Linked DNA regions of Gossypium hirsutum: region 2 is linked to region 1. Evidence: chromatin contacts called from public Hi-C data. All regions are on one chromosome and are shown on one strand. Each heading gives the region's core, a stretch centred on a gene start, on an enhancer-like site or on the middle of the called end of the contact. The rest is flanking DNA. Distances are from core to core; before and after follow the strand shown. Region 1 holds the start of LOC107948368 (29 kDa ribonucleoprotein A, chloroplastic). Region 2 holds the start of LOC107948357 (probable E3 ubiquitin-protein ligase LOG2).

Region 1 (3,048 bases), core at 196-2,695:
ATCCACTATGCTGGAAAAGAGAAAGTTGAGGAAACTAGAACAAATAAAAATGGAAGTTTTTTATATTCAGATGCTGAAAAAATTCATTTGCCGCAGTGGGTTCCAAGGCCAGAACATAAATGTCAATCCTCAAATTGTTCTAAAGATGACAAATATGCAAATCTTCATCCATGCGTACTCTAAACCGAAAGAGGATAACCATGTTTGTTTAAGTAGCATGTAAACGAAGCAATTAAATTATTAAATGTGCAAAATACTCTTTAAGTTCGCATATCTGCATATGAACACCCCAAAAGATGACTTACATAGCCATTGAACTGTTGAGCAGCAGCTTCCACTTCCTCAGTAGTAGACATGGTTACAAAACCAAATCCCCTACTTCTCCCAGTTACCTTGTCATAAATCACCTGTCAAAAGCAATAATTTCAACACATCAAAACGGAGTGTACATCTAGTTTGTTAACTTCCCAAATGATTGGAGTGAAGCAACAAGGTCCATATTTCAATGGATGCTCAATTAAATCACTAAATGTATATCATGACCCTTCAATTGGCTAAATGTCTTTTTAATTATTCAATTTTCATCTCGAAATTAAAAGTTTCTTCCATACTATAATTCAACATATCAGAAATAAAGGTTCATACTATGCTTGAATTCAAACTAAAGGGCAAGCCTCTGTGTGAAAACAGAACATGATGAAAACAAAGCAAGTCATTCATAAACATAAACATAAACATGGTGAATTACAGGTAAAAGCAAAGGGGGAAAAAGAAAAAAAAAATTTACCTCAACCATCTGAACATTTCCAGCACTTCCAAACAAGCCAGCAAGCTGAGCACTATCCACACTAAAAGGAAGATTGCCCACAAAAAGTTTCAAGTCAGGGGAGAACCTAGTAGCCTCTTCATCATCACTACCAAATAAACCCTCTTCCTGACCGTACTCAGATGAAACGGAAACGTTTCTAACAAAATTAGAAGGAAAAGAAGAAGACTTTTTTGTTAAAAGCGTGAAACTTTGAAGAGAGGAAGAAAAGAGAGGCTTTGCATGGAGGCGGTGGGAAAGAGAGAAGGGGGACAGTGAAATGGGAGTTGGGTTTGGTAAAGATATGGTTTTGGGTTTGAGAGATGGGAGGATGAGAGATGAAGCAGATGTTGCAGACATTTTAGCCTTTGTTTCTGCTTTAGCCAAAGAGAAGATAAGGTTTTTGAAATGGGAGAGAGGGTTTAAGAAGAGCAGCTTACATTATAGATAGTTTTATAGGAGGAGAAGTTGCCTGCTTGTCTATCTTGCCGCCGGTACTTCGGATTACATATCGTGAAATTGGGGCCGTTAGATTTTTGTTGATAAGATATTAGATTGCGATAGATTTTAGATATTTTGCTGAGGGAAAAGGCTTTGGGTTTCGGTTTGAGCGACATTTGCATAGGGCCACAGCCCCTCAAACCCAAATGAAAATGGACTAATTAGAACTGTATTTTATGTTTCTAAATTACAACCTCCATCAAAAAATTAATTTTTTTTAATTTTAAGTTAATCGAATTGAGTTATTCGAATTATTTAAGTTAAATCGAATAGGTAATTTAATTTTTGAATTCAAATCGAGTTAAATTTTACAATTTGAATAACTCAAATAATTCAAATAACATATTGGTATAAATACCCTTTTAGTCCTTATTAAGTTTGAAAATGAGCAAATTAGTCTTTCTCCCAACAAAAATTACAAAATAATTCAAAATAATTTTTAAAAATCAAAATATTTATAAAAATTCAAAAAATTATAAAAAATTCAAAAAAAATATAAAGAAAGTTAAAAAATAAAAAAATTTCTAGAATAATAATTTTGGGATTTAAATAAGTTAATTAATTATTTAAGTTTATCATACTAAATTATTTTTTATTAATTTACTTTGAAAAAGTTTTTAAATATATGTGGTTTCAAATTTATGTGTTATAACATGAAATTAGTTATATTGATTTTAATTTGACGTGTTTAAATTTTTTAATTTAACTCGAACAGTTCACTCGATTCGATTTGACTCAAATTTCATTTAACTCGACTTGATTCGAAAAAATCTTAAATTGATTTAGATGATAAAATAGGACTTGTCAACATAATTAACTCGATTCGATCGAACACTCACATGGATGTATTCACTTCGATTTAATTTTTAACAAAAATTGAATTAAATTTTTTCATTTTCTTTTTAACTTTTGAAATCAAAATTGTATTGAATAAAAATAGAAATACCCAAAACCAATAATAGCGGTTTGATTTTAAAATTTTGAGTTTTGTCAAAAAAAAATCATCTTCTTTTGAACCCCAAAGTTCTAATATATATATATATTTTATTTCATAATAATCATAATGCATGCTCTTAATTCATTTATACATTTACGAGGTAAATTAAATAATTACATTAATATTATAATCATTCATAAAACCATTTAAAAAATCATTTTAAGTTAAGTTATTAAGTTAATAAATCATTTAAAGTTGTTAAAAGAAAAGTTAATACATAAATTATTGATATATCTAATGTTTTACTTACCATTCTTTTAATTAATTATAATCGAATCATTACAATATGCCATATACTTTTTTAAATTTATAACTATCAAATATATATTCAACAACTTGTGTATAATTGTTTCTTTTATAAATAAAATATTTATAGAGTTTAATGAACTATTTTTTTAAAATTAGAATTATGCTTATAATTATGATTATTATTTTTAAGAAATGATTTACTTGCTGTGAAATATTTTAACTTTTTGTATAAAATGGTTCCAAGAGGAGAAACTGAACTTGAACCGAATTGTGCGATTTGAATGATAACATTAACATGAAACTGAACCGAACATTATAAAACCTGAACCGAATATTATAAAACCTAAACCAAATTGAATATATCGGATCAAATTGGTTTTTAGATTCTTTTAGTTTCTTTGCTCAATCCTACGGCCAACAATTGGAGACTTCTCTAAATATTTGGATCGGATTCAAATATTAAATTTATCATTATTAGGAAATTTTTATCTAAATA
Region 2 (3,048 bases), core at 382-2,881, 420 kb before region 1:
CACTGCCCGGACTATTGATAAAAACGAATGCACACAGGAAATTGATGATATGAATATCAAATACAGTAGAACATTTTTACAAGATACTCAGCCACCAACATGCATGCATCGTAAGTTGTATTTAACTTCAACAAATCATGCAGTCTTTTCTTTACCTATACTTACAAACTCCCTAAAACTAAAGCGCAGAACTCTCTTTTCCGATCATTTTACCCTAGCTCAGAAGTCATTATATCTATGATGTGTAAATTTAAAAGGATAACAAAAAATCACCGTCATTCTAGCCTTTGTCACGGTAAACCTATTGCCATTTTCTCTATCAAGTAGAAACATAAAATCCGGGACCTCAAAACACACCTCTAATGATTGCATTCAAACCCCATTCAAGCAAGGTAACCATAAAACCTTCAAATATACAAATCGATACTTAAATAAACCCCCCAAAAAAACCAATAATCATTCATTGGATTCCAAATCATTTGCTAAACTTTTATGCCTCTAAACATGCATCTCCCCAAGTAAAATACACCAATCATATAATTAGACAGAATTTATATCTCAAGCTTTCAAAACAAGTGTAACAATAATCATCATATAAATTATATCCGAGGAGTAAAATTTTAATCAAAAGCAACTCATGTTCTAAGCTACAATCATTAGATTCTCACAGATTTCAAAAAATTTAAAATTTTTAAACAAAGAGATTGAAGTTCTATACCTTCCAGCAACAGTAGCATCAAACGTGAAAGAAACCAAGAACTTCCCAGGATTCAGCTCATCAGCTTCGAATTTCAAAGTTTCCTTCTTCAAATTTACATCATTTTTTATAGTAACCGCCTTTTGATGCTCTATATACGGCGGCGGTGGAGGCATCATCGGTCCACAAGCATATCTACTCCAATTGGCGGGCTCTATGTGGGGTCCACCTCGATGATGGTGATGATGATCGTAAGGCGCCGGAAGCGGCAAAGGCACAGGCGGCTGGTGGGGGTAGTACCCTGGGTACTGGTAGTACTGGGGCGGGTTGGTATTCGGGTATTGTGGCGGGTAAGGCGTTGCGGCGGCAAAGACGTAACGGTTGGCGGAGATTTCAGGTTGAGGCTGAGCTGGAGGAGGTGGATGTGGTGGCGGAGGATGATTTCGCCTGCTTCCGTGCCTTCTCCGGCCACTTACTCCGCTACTTCCGATGTTCCCCATGAATTTTTCCCGGTTCTTGGAGTACAAAAGGAAAATAAACCGGAAATTTTGCAAAGATTTATAAAGGAAAGACTTTATAACCAAGTTCGATCCAGTTTCAAGTAAAAATTTCTGGCATTTTTCCCTCAAAAACCCAAAAAATGAAAAGAAAAAAAAACTAATTTGGAATCGAAAGGAGTTTAGAAGAGAAAAAAATTTACTCGGTCTTTCCTTTCATTTCTCTATCAAAAGAAAAAGAAAAATAAAAATAAAAGAAAGAATATTTGGTTGGGTGAATATTGGGTTTGCGTAAAGCTCCACCGAAATCACCATTGATGAAGAGACGAAAATTGTGCTAAAGTGAACAGCTTCTCTCTTTTTCTCTCTCTTTTTTTTTCTTTTGTTTTTTGTTATTTGATGACAAAAATACCCAAACTTTGGCCGGTAATTGATTAAAGTCTGAATTTTTTTAATTAATTACAATTTAGTTTTTTATTAAAGATTGAAGTTTGTCAACAAAGCAATGAAAGCTTGAATCTTTTTTTTTTTTCTTAAAAGATGTAATTTAAATTTTAAATTATATGTTTTTGGGTAAATTCAAAGTCCAAGGCAGTCAATTTATGTTGAAAAAAATGAATTAGTTTTTTTTTTTTTAATGCTTTACAGGTATTCTCCACCACCACCATTTTCTGCTTATCTCATAACATGGCTTGTTCCACCAATTGGACAATGCAAATTGCAAAGGCAATCAAAAGTTTAAATCTAGTAGTTGCCAAGAATCAGGATTTTCTTGGCTTTATTTTCCTGAATTTTATGATTATTTTTGAGAAATGACAATCTTTGTGAAGCCATTCATATAATAATATCAAAATCAAATTAATAATTGAAGTTTGTGTATATAATGGTCAACCATATGTCCTTTGATGATGATTATAATGGGGGAATTGGATGATGCCTGAAATAAATGAAGGAAACTTTAAAATAATCCATTATTTATGCAAAACTATTTTTTTTAAAGTATTCTTTATTCAAATTCGGTCATATGAGAAATTGAGAGGCTGCTGCTGATTGCTTTGGTCACGAGAATTTTGCCAATCAGGGTTCTTTTTTTAAAAGAAAAATAATTTAAAATTTTCTCCACTAAATTAACCATATATGTCAGTTTTTTTTAATTAGGCTTAAAAGTCGTACTTTTTTAAATTTAGGTAAATAAATCGTTTTTGGAGAGAGAAATGAAAAATGTGCACAGCTAGACGCGTTTTCTCTCAACAGTCAAACCTAACATCTTCAAACGTTGGTCGTGCAACGGTAGAAAAATTTAAGAAGGGGGCAACAATCATTTTTTTTACCTATAAATACCCCCCAAATTTATCTTTTTCACTCACATCCTATTCTTTCAATTCTTTCTAATCTCCTAACTCTCTCAATTTTCTCAGGTCCTTGTTCTAAATTTTTCGATATTCCTGTTTAGAAATATTAATTTTTTTAATTATTCCGTATTTAATTCGTTCGGATTAAGTTTTCACGAATGACAACCTCTCTAATTCGTTTCGACGACAATCACATTTCCGCGCTCAAGCAGTAATGGTAAGACGAAAATTTAATTTTCCTTATTTTTTATTATATTAATTTTAAATTATTTTTTAAAAATTAAAATAAATTTTTCTATCATTATAAATAGGTGGATGATCATGTTTTAAAGGCTTTCATGCATAATTTGGCAAAACCTTCGATCACTGAAATTCATGGTTACTTGCAAAAGGTGAGATTCTTGCATACGTCTCGTATGCTCGGGGGTTGCAAACTCAATCCTAGACTCATCAACGCATTGGTGGAAAGGCGGAGGCTTGAGACACACACTTTCCATCTTCC

The links. Hi-C and Micro-C count contacts between places; a contact is called where the count stands out from the background.
Region 2: a contact with region 1 is called in a Hi-C map of leaf, with 4 times the contacts expected there. The contact joins the promoter of LOC107948357 here to the promoter of LOC107948368 in region 1. A contact is called at or near these places in 6 of 34 Hi-C or Micro-C datasets (callus, leaf and petal).

Annotation. Positions count from the first base shown.
Region 1 is chrA04:67,822,108-67,825,155 of Gossypium_hirsutum_v2.1, reverse strand. LOC107948368 (29 kDa ribonucleoprotein A, chloroplastic) reads right to left here and starts at 1,445. Exons shown (of 5, transcript XM_016882873.2): 1 at 788-1,445; 2 at 306-407. The coding sequence starts at 1,165.
Region 2 is chrA04:68,246,672-68,249,719 of Gossypium_hirsutum_v2.1, reverse strand. It overlaps LOC107948357 (probable E3 ubiquitin-protein ligase LOG2), which reads right to left and starts at 1,631. Exons shown (of 3, transcript XM_016882865.2): 1 at 719-1,631. The coding sequence starts at 1,197.